Regions from separate parts of the Mus musculus genome. Here region 1 is linked to region 2. The links are chromatin contacts, called in public HiChIP or PLAC-seq maps. All regions are on one chromosome and are shown on one strand. The core of a region is the stretch at or near the end of the contact, and the rest is flanking DNA. Distances in the headings are between cores, read along the strand shown. Region 1 holds the start of Lefty2 (left-right determination factor 2). Region 2 holds the start of G370120E05Rik (a long non-coding RNA gene).

Region 1 (5,201 bases), core at 1,982-4,481, 60 kb before region 2:
CATGGCGCTGCCCAGGAGGAATCGTGGATATATGCGTCCCTAAAAGTGCCCTGAAAAGTTCTTGGGACCTAGACGGTCTGCTGAGGGCTGGCACTGGCCTTCTTTATAGTTGGCCCTGGGGTGGGGGGCAGGGAGGAAGGACAAGAAAGGTCACACCCCTGGGACCTCCTGGGAACTCAGCATGAGACAAGCCCCTGCGCCCTGAGGAGGGGCTGTCTAAGAAAGGACACAGAGAGCTGTCTGGAAGACACACGGACTGAGATTTCTGTCTGTGGGGTCACTGCCTCTCAACGATACTGTTCGCTCTTGTTGGAATTATCTGATAATATCACCGTCTGTTTTGTGGGATAGAGAATTCCTCGGGGCAAAAAACAGAGAGACTCTTTCACCAGTTGTTGAAGTACTATATTACCTGCATAGCCATGGCTGGGCTGAATTCTTCAGAAACGACTCTAGGTCAGGCGGACCCCAAACTTGTGATAATCCTCCTCCCATCATCCTCTGCATGCTAGAACTACAGCTGTGTATCACTATGCCAGACCTGTTTAAGACTCTGGAAGATTCTCCATGGGCCAGTGGAGGTCTAGATTTGTCCGTGGAGGAACAAAGAGGGGCAGAGTCCTGTATTCCAGCTGTCTCTGGTCAATTCCACAGATACCCCGGAGTCAAAGGAACCGTATACATCCTTCAGTACCCCCACGGGTCTGTCCAGGTTCGTCACGGTCCTCATCACACCCCACCCCTCCCATGCCAGAGGAAGACAGATGCCGCTAACTAGAGATTTTGCTAGCATAGTCTCAGGAAACATGAAGACTGCGCATGTCTCTCTGCTCTCAGAGTGCCACAGAATGTGCCTCTTCAGACAGCAACTCCTTCTGGGAGGGCTCGCCCACTAGGCTCATACCACAAGCGCTCAGGCTTGTGTCTTGCTCATACCACAGACTTAGAGACAGAAACCATCCAGAGGCCAAATCTGCCTGGAAACATGTCCAGTCCACAGCTGCAGGCACCTGACTGGCCCTACTTCTTCTAGCTCCCAGTTTACAACAGCTGGGTCTTGATACTTGGTAAATTTTATAAATTCTCAATGCCTTGTGTTTTTATTATCTAAAGGAGCAGTTGACAATGACAGAAGACCCTGTCTCAAAACAAATACATAACATATGCGCATGCAAGATACATCCTCAGCAGACATCCATCGTATGAGTGATCATGTGTGCCAGGCCCCATCCCAAGCTGGGAGTAGGGTTCCACACAGCCCTTACGAGGCAGGTTTTAGCTGCAAGTGCATCTTTCAGATGCTGGTCAGCTCACTACAGGACAAAGTCACCTGTCCTGTCACAGTATGCAGTTAGAGGAGACCTTGCGATACAGATATTTGCATCTGCCCCCTAAGGCCTCTCTGGCTCAGAGGTCTAAGTGTGTGCAGAAGGAAACCTTTCCTGTAGCCAATGAGAGGTGAACAATGGCCACAGAGGAGCTTAAGGGCCAAAGGGCCTGGTGGACAGGGATCACCTCTCTGCCTTCCCAGGAGGACACTGGCCCCTGGGTGTGTATGCGCTGTGTTCTACCTTTCTCAAACAACCCTGAGAGCAGAGAAAACCCTCTCAGGTTCAAGGGCTCTGGGTAACAGCCCAAACACACACACACACACACACACACACACACACACACACACACACGAGTGCATGCACGAGCACACATATGTACACATTCTCACGTACATATTAATATATGTAGAAGATTTATAGTAGTAAGTGGGTGGGCTCAGAACTTAGAAGAGGAACATAACTGCCGGGCAGGGTGGCGCACGCCTTTAATCCCAGCACTCGAGGGGCAGAGGCAGAATTTCTGAGTTCGAGGCCAGCCTGGTCTACAGAGTGAGTTCCAGGACAGCCAGGGCTATACAGAGAAACCCTGTCTCAAAAAAAAACCCAAAAAAAAAAAAAAAGAGAGGAGCAGAAATAACTCTGATAAGGCTAAGGGTCTAAGTCTCTAGTACAGCATTTGCAAGTCCTTGGTTTTGATCTCTACCACGTCAAAGAAAAGAAAAAAAAATCTGTCCCTAATCATAATAAATCATGCATGCAAGATGTGTGTGTGGTTTTGGGGTGTGTGTGTGTGTGTGTGTGTGTGTGTGTGTGTGTGTGTTGGCTTTGTTTTGTTTTGTGACAAGGTCTCATTATGTAGCCCAGGCTAGCCTTGAACTCAAAGTCCTCCTACCTCAGCCTCCCTGGTGCAGAGATTCTAGGCATGTACTACCATGCCTGGCATTGTTAACTCTTTATCCCTGGGGTAGACAGGGAGGTTTGCATTATTATTTCCACTTAATAGATGAAGACACCGAGGCGTAAAACTGTTACATGACCTGTCTAAGGGCAGATATTGACTGCCAAAGTTAGGGCTATTTGGATATATATGACAGAGAGTTTGGAGGGGTCACAGGATAGGCAGGCTGAAGTAAGAGGAAATATAGAAATCCAGGCAGCTGGCCCCAGAGAGGGAAGTCCCAGGGTCACAGACCTGCTTCTCAGTCATTTTTCTCTTATCTCCCACCTCTGTTTCCAAGGAAACTAGGTAATGCCCCAGAAGGACTTCAAATGTCTCATCTGGGGCTGGGGGTAGCTCAGTGTCTGGACGCTCACCTAGCATTCGAAAGGTCCTGAGTTCCATCCCCCAGCACAGAAAAACAGAAAAACAAAATCTAATCCCATCCTGGAGCTCACATCTCCTAATGAGGAGCCCCTGAAATATAAGACCCCCACTCTGTATCCGGCTTTCTTCAAAAGGAACACCGCCGCTGCCTTCCTTTGCAAGTGATTAACAGGGAAGGGACTTTATAGGATGCTAACATTTGGGGCTTTAGTCAAGCCAAACGGCACAGAGGTGTCACATTTACAGGCCACCAGAACGTGAGGTCCTTCGTCCCTGGAAGCTCTTCTGGGCTGGTGTGCCTTAAATATGCAAGAGTTCACCACCCTTGCAATGGGCGAAAGGAAACCCTGTGGCTTATCATCGTAGCTGGCTTCGTGTCAAAATGTAACACCCAAGGCCCTGCTGTGTTCAGTAAGACCTTCTGTGCCAGAGCCAAAGGACAGGCATCTGGGGCAGATGCTTTCTGACTTGCAGATGTACACAGGGGATCTCTACCGCCACCTCAAGGACACCTTGGGTCTGAGGCCTTCTGGGGCACCCAGAGTGATCAGCAATAGAATAGCTAAGCCTAGGAAGTTCAGAATTGGGCCCTGGGTAGAAGAGGAACTGCATAGTCATTATTTGGCCTCGCTAAGGACCTGGGATAGGGAATCTCAGCTTTCTGAATCCGTCCTCTGCTTTGCAGAGAGTGTTTTTCTCTGTGTGTCTACTGCATATGTGTGTTTCCTCGCCCCCAATAAAAACACCTTGTTTTTTAAAAATATATCTTTATATTTACTTATTTTATGTATGTGAGTACATTGTGGTTCTCCTCGGACGCACCAGAAGAGGGCACACACCAGAGGACGGCATCGGATCCTATTACAGATGGTTGTGAGCCACCACATGGCTGCTGGGAATTGAGCTCAGGACCTCTGGAACAAGAGCCAGTGATCATAACCGCTGAGCCATCTCTCTAGCCTATAAAAACACCTTTTTTTTTTTTTAAGTTAAAAAGAAAAAACCTGGAATACCTGGGAGTCGCTTTAGGGACTCAGAATCCCTGGGCCCTGAGGCTGAATTGGCGAACCCTTCCCCAGAGCACTCCTGGGGTGACCTCTAGGGGCGTGCATAGGTGATCCACACTGAGAAACTAAGCCCCCTTCCCAATTTAGGGAACGCCCCATCATCATCGCCTGGTGATGTTCAGTATCAATGAAGGACTGGTCTAGACAAACCATCCTCTTTCCCTGCTAGTGTGTAGAACCAGACATCTCAGAGCAGAAACTAACTATCCAGACAGTGTAGATGGTACAGAGAAAACAGTCTCGGAGGGGCTGCAGCATTCCAGGGTCACACGGGACTGATACACAGACACTCAAAGGTCATAGCTCTTCCCACACCTCAAACTCTGTCTGCTGCTGGCTTTACTGCCAGATGCCATCCATCAGCAGCAGGCAGCTTGGGAACCCAGACGACTCGGGGTCCAATGGGGGCAGGGCAGTGTAAAACGCAGACAGAAAAACAGAGGGTCAATCTCCCAGAGTCGATCTTCCCAAGACTCCTGGATGTGGATTCCCAGGAGCCCTCGGAGTTCTGTTGGGGAAATACAGTGATTGGGCAATTAGCCACGGCCCAAAGAAGGAAGCAGATGTGGATTAGGAAACTTTTACAGTGGGCAGATTGCCCAAGTAGGGGGAGGGTGGGGCTACTTTTGTGATGCAAAAGCTAGGCCTCTCCCTCATATTGTGGATCTGAGTGGGACGGGGTGTCTGAGGTGGAGCCCGGCCCGGCCTGAAAGCCGGAAAGCACCTCCGGTCCTAGAAAGCTGTGTAAATCAGACCTCTCCCCCAAGGGCTTCTAAGGCGGGGACAGGGCAGACTTCTTTGAGGTTGCAGAGGTGCCCCCTCCTCCACCACAGCCCCGCCCTTCGGAGCTTCTATGCTGCGAATGTTCTGAGTGGTCACAGAAGTGCTGTGGCAAAATACAAACACTTGAGGCCACCACCTGATGTGTGTTCCTTAGGGCCGGTGCACAAGCACCGAACGAACTCCCCACAACCCTGTTCGCTCCATCCTCTGGGGCCCATAGTCCAGGGCGAGTCATTCCACACAGTGGGGCATCACAGAGCCTCCATGCAAAACACCTCCGTGCTTCAGGGTTGGCCCTGTGCCTTCCCTTTCCACGGCCTACTGTTCTGTCACTCTCTACCAGGCCAGTGTGCTCCAGAAGTTGATATTTGAGTCACCTGTGAGACCTGTGGCCTCCTGAACCCTGGCTGCCTAGATTTCACTAGAGACAGGGTCCAGACATCAGAAGGTAAAGATTCTTCTGTTGGAGACATAGGGCAGAGGGGACAGGGGTGTGTCAGAGCAGTCAGTCCAGTGAGACAAATGTCTAAATCAGATTAGAGGATTATTCCATTCATAGACAACCCAGCCCTTCCAGAGGATGGTACCTCCGCTTCCTGACTACCTCTGACGCAAAGAAAGAAAAGGATGGGGGAGGGGAAAGAGAGGGTACCACACATAGGACAACAACCTTGACCTGAGATCTGTTTTGGGTTT
Region 2 (5,068 bases), core at 1,720-4,219:
CTGTGAGTTCCAGGATAGCCAGGGCTACACAGAGAAACAAAAACAAAACAAAAACCAAAAACAAACAAAAATTTTTTCATTTGTCTTTTTGCAACCTGAAGCTTTGGTTTGGCATTATTTAAAGACATTCTTTTTCTTTCTTTCTGTGTTTGTTTTTAAATGCAATCTCATCTGGTAGCCCAGGTAGCTTCAGATTCACTGTGGTCCTCTCCCTGCTGCCTCTCAAGAGCTGGGGTTTCAGGTTTGTATCACATGTATGACTAATAGACATTTTTCTTATTAGTCTCTAAAAAATGCATCACAACCAACCATCTGCATAACATTTACATTGTCTTTGATATTCACATTACTCTAATTAAGTACACAAGAAGATATGGATAGGTTATATTCAAATATCACATTATTTTGCATAAGGGGATTGACCATCTCTAGCTGTATTCTGTATCCCAAGGGAGCCTACAACAAATCCCTTATGGATATCGAAGGATGAGTAGGCATGTCTGTATATCTGTCTGTCTGTCTGTATGTATGTATGTATGCCTGCAAGCACACATGTATATTCTTATTTGACTTGTCATGTGTGAAGTGATAGAAACTTTGATGTGTATAATGAATTCCATTGGTTATGCACACGTTTGTGTATAATCTACTCTTACAATAATCGTTTTTGTTGGAAGACATAACAAAATGGAAAGTGACATTAGGGCCACCTAAAACATCCTGCCTCTCCACGTGTGATACAAAGACTGTGGGTTTTAATTATTCCCCCCAACACACACCCTTAGTCAGGTCTCTTTTTTTCTTTTGCTCTCATCTCCTCTTTTCCATTTCCGCCCTGCTCTCAAACATGTCGATTTATGGTATTTTATTTAGGCGGAGGAACTGTAAATAGTAGATTACACTGAAGATAAGAACAACTCCAAAAATAGTTGTCTGCCTCTCTGGTTTTTGTCCTCCCAGTAACAAAGCACCCGGCCTTTAATTATAGCTTGAGAGACAGTGTGTTGAAATATTTATTCTCTGAGTAATGACTGGATTTTCATTTCCTAATTGGCACCTGTGCGTTTAGTACCTTTGCCAATACCCAAATCTGACAATGAGAAGATGGGGCTCTATGCAGAGCACGGCTGATACCTGCCTCCTTAGCTCCAGAGGTGCAAGGTTACAACTTGGTTACTGAAAGACAAATGCGATATTTGTGTGTGACCACCAAGTCATGTGTGATGTGCAGCACATGGGGACACATAATTGCACCCCTAAAGAAGCCCTTGGTCTTGGGAACATGGCTTACACCATGAAATGGAATGCCAGGTCCCTGGGAGCAGTTCCCAGGAGATAACGCTCCACCCACACCGGGTGACTTATGTGAGGCCAGCTTGCAAGGACTGAGAGAGTTAGATGGAGAGATTGCCAGCCTGAACTCCGTCTGGGAAGATGTATTTGTGTTCCTAAGTGGGGAATCCACAGAAGCAACATTTAAGATACACACACACACACACACACACACACACACACACACACACACCCCGCACCCAGGTCATTAGCTTCGTGTTGTTTGAAACAAGACACCTCATTTCATCTGCGGCACACCTCTTTCGGGAATCCAGGAAACACACTGCATGTGAGGCTCTGTAAGTACGTTCCCTAGATAATGCTCATTCTCTTTGGTCCCTTTGGTAGTGTTTATCCAGCCTGAAGTTGAAAATGGAATAAGAGGCGGGTTCACAGAGCCCAGCCATTGTGCAAGAAGCCATATATCTGCGACGCTGCTGACAGGCTCTGTAGGTGACTGGACAGAATCACTCCCTCGGATTTGGAGAGGGAGAAGAGCCAACGTGGAAAACAGGCTCTCTCTACATCTAACAGCAGTACCTTGGGGCTTGGACAGGAATTCAGGATGCAATCAACCACGTTAGAAGCATTGTGTCTCCACATTCACCCAGAGACCATGGCATCCATCCACAGTCCTCTGAAGGGGAAACCTTACTCCTTTTAACGCATGGAAAAACAGCGCACGCACGGGTCTAAGATTGGAGCCCTTCGAGGTGATAGTAACTAAAGCAGGCCACACCCCAAAACTGCTTACCAAAGCCAGCTCTCCTGGGCAGGGCTCATCAGCCCCGGAGGACTGCGGGGGCTGAGGACTGTGTTGACTAGCGTGGCTGCCCATCTTAGTCATTCCCAGGCAGGCACATGCTAGAGCCGGAACCCGTACCATATCCAATTCAGATGCAACCAGGCCCTCACACACCACTGCGCTTTTCCCCTACAGCTCTGGGCAGTTGGAAAGGGCTTTCCATGCTCCCTTAGGACCAGTCGTGTATCTGGATGCAACTCCTGTGAGATTTCTCCAGCCATGTTCTCTAACAACCGAGAGCGCAAGGACATAGGGAAGGCTTCATCATCTCCACGCCATTGTACCTTCAGTGACCTTCAGTGACGACAGCTATGAGGCATTCTAGCCTCTTCACCCAAAGCTTCTCCTTGCCTTGTGACAATTCTGGGCGTGGCTCTACGAGACCAGAAGTGTGGGCTGGACCTGCAGGCAGGAAACGTGTAGGAAGTAGACTATAAGTAGAACTAACACAGCCATTGGTCTCCAGGACCAGTTCCGTGCTGGAGGCTGAGGTCCCTGCACACCTGCCCTTTACCTCAAGCGCTGGGTGGGCTGTTCCCGGTGCATTATGGGCTTTTAATAGTACCTAGTCCCCATCTCTGGCCGATCTTTTCTGGTACTTGAAGGGACAATGGAAAAGACAAGCTGTTTTCTCTACAGTGAGATAAAATGAAATCCCCTTTGTATCCCACCCCTTAGGAATAAGATATTTTTGCTTGGATGAAATCAACATATCTTACAAACTACTGACCAGTGTCTTGGGGAACTGTTGGAGTAGAAACACCACCTTCAGAGTAGGAAGACGGCTCTTACTCACTCCACTGGGAGCCTGGGCCTGACAAGCATTGTGGCATCTGCCAACTCAAGAATGAGAAAGCATAGCGGGGCGTGGTGGCACATGCCTTTAATCCCAGCACTCGGGAGGCAGAGGCAGGCGGATTTCTAAATTCGAGGCCAGCCTGGTCTACAAAGTGAGTTCCAGGACAGCCTGAGCTATACAGAGAAACCCTGTCTGGAAAAAAAAACAAAAAACAAAAAATAAACAAACAAACAAAAACAAAACAAAAGAATGAGAAAGGGTTGTGTTCTCATTTTTCGGGTGCTGTAATAAAACAATCTTTCTGACAAAAAGAAACATGGGAGGGAAGGAAAGAGTTCATTTGGCTTCCATTTCTAGGTCACAATCCATCATTAAGGTAAGCCAGGGCAGGAACTCAAGGTAAAAGTCACAGAGGAGTGCAGCTCACTGGCCCATGTGTGGCTGAGCTAGCTTGCTGATATAGCAGGCCCACGTGCCTAAGGATGGCGATGTTCACAATAGGCTGGGCCCTCCTCCACCCATCAATCATGAAGCTCTCTCATAGACAGGGGCCACAAGCCAATTTGATCTGGGCAATCCCTCAACTGAGACAATCTTTTTTTTTTTTTTTTTTTAAGACAGGGCTTTTCTGTTTAGCCCTAGTTGTCCTGGAACTCACTCTGTAGACCAGGCTGGCCTCGAACTCAAAAATCCACCTGCCTCTGCTTCCCAAGTGCCGGGATTAAAGGCGTGCGACACCACTGCCCCGCCAACTGAGACAATCTTAAATGATGCTATGTTGTGCCACCCTGACCGTCGGAGCTAACTAGGCCACTCGGGTTCTGTCCTTGCATGGTGCTTACAGTCAAGCAGAGAGAAATATCAACTACCCACAAGTGAGTGTTCAATGATAATTTGTGGTGCAAAGTCAGTTTATAAAATTTAAAAATGACAGGAACACAACAATTAGGTCTTTTTATTTTGTTTTGGTTTTCTACTGGTGCTAGGCCAGGGGTTGGTACATGCTAGACCCATGCCATCCCAATGAACTACAGGCATAGCCCTACAACCAGGCCAGCCTGGGCATCTTACTGAGACCCCGCCTCAGGAAATTTACAAAACATAATAAGGCCTCAGTGTTGAGCGCTCATCCCCATCACCTCCCCCATAACTCTTTCCACACCACCTAGAATGCCTCCACATTCACCCTCCTTCAAACCAGCTTTTGATTTTGTTTTGTTTTGAGACAGAGCAGGCCTGACTGGCCTGGAATCATGGAGCCCAGGCTGCCCAGGAACTCAGAGAAGTCTACCTGCTTCTGCCTTGGGAGCACTGAGATTAGAGCTGGCTCTTACTATTTTTTTAAGGAGGTGATCGTCGGGAGATGAGGAGTGGGAAGAGGGGAGTAGACAGGGTGCAGGAGCCGCATGAAGCCAGCTGTGTTGCTCCTGCAGTTGGGCCTGATGTCCCTTGGGGTCTCTGAGGGACAGCACAGAACAGGTTTCTGAGTTTTCCCACCCAGGAGGAGGAAGTTAAGAAGCCCCCAATTCCCACCCATCATGAGCCAAAGCCTACTACTAATAGGGCATTGGTTCCCCCAGCACATCTATCATGGGGTAGGGCATTGGTTCCCCAGCACATCTATCATGGGGAGAACCACCAATACTTGCAAAAGGACAGCTACTGGAATGTACTGGAATGCTATGGATCCTACAGGAATGTTTGAGTTCTTTGAAGGGCCCAGAGTCTATGTGGTTTCCAAAGTCCCTACCCATTTGTCGTCAAACCTCCCATTGAGTGTGACTAGGCCTGGTGACTGCCTCTAACCAACAGGATCTCACTCTACAGCCCACCCTGTCCTTGAACCCCCACAGGCATCTTTTCTCCACCTCCCAAGTGCCAGGATTATAAGCATAAGCCGCCAAGCCTGGTTTAACAGTCCATCTAGTTAGCTCTTTGTCACTTATATAAGGGCCTCTGCAAAAGTTGAGGAGCAAAGAACTGTGGGTGTCTTTATAGAGTTAAAAGCAGTGTTTGTCCAACAGTTAGCAAGAATCCAGGTCTAACTGGATTCAGCCTACAGCTGAGTCTGGAAGCAGAGCCCTTCCTAGGCAGGCGTGGAGGTGAAGTGAACTCTGGCTAGCAGTGGTCAG

The links. HiChIP or PLAC-seq counts read pairs in DNA pulled down with a chosen protein or histone mark.
Region 1: an H3K27ac HiChIP or PLAC-seq map of embryonic stem cells shows a contact between it and region 2, with 6 read pairs. The contact joins the enhancer-like site here to the promoter of G370120E05Rik in region 2. A contact is called at or near these places in 1 of 39 promoter capture datasets (macrophages), 1 of 484 Hi-C or Micro-C datasets (embryonic stem cells), 5 of 115 datasets of contacts at active chromatin or transcription factors (the HPC-7 cell line, embryonic stem cells, intestinal crypt epithelium and 1 more) and 2 of 9 other capture datasets (adipose tissue and pancreatic islet).

What each region holds. Positions count from the first base shown.
Region 1 is chr1:180,887,986-180,893,186 of GRCm38.p6, reverse strand. Lefty2 (left-right determination factor 2) reads right to left here and starts at 79. Exons shown (of 4, transcript NM_177099.4): 1 at 1-79. The coding sequence starts at 3. Within about 2 kb of position 3,231, at least 26 of the 459 cell types and tissues checked have an H3K27ac peak or open chromatin away from gene starts, as enhancers often do. A contact at or near this core is called in embryonic stem cells, where this site is marked.
Region 2 is chr1:180,827,424-180,832,491 of GRCm38.p6, reverse strand. It overlaps G370120E05Rik (a long non-coding RNA gene), which reads right to left and starts at 2,969. Exons shown (of 3, transcript XR_003948795.1): 1 at 2,868-2,969; 2 at 2,087-2,539.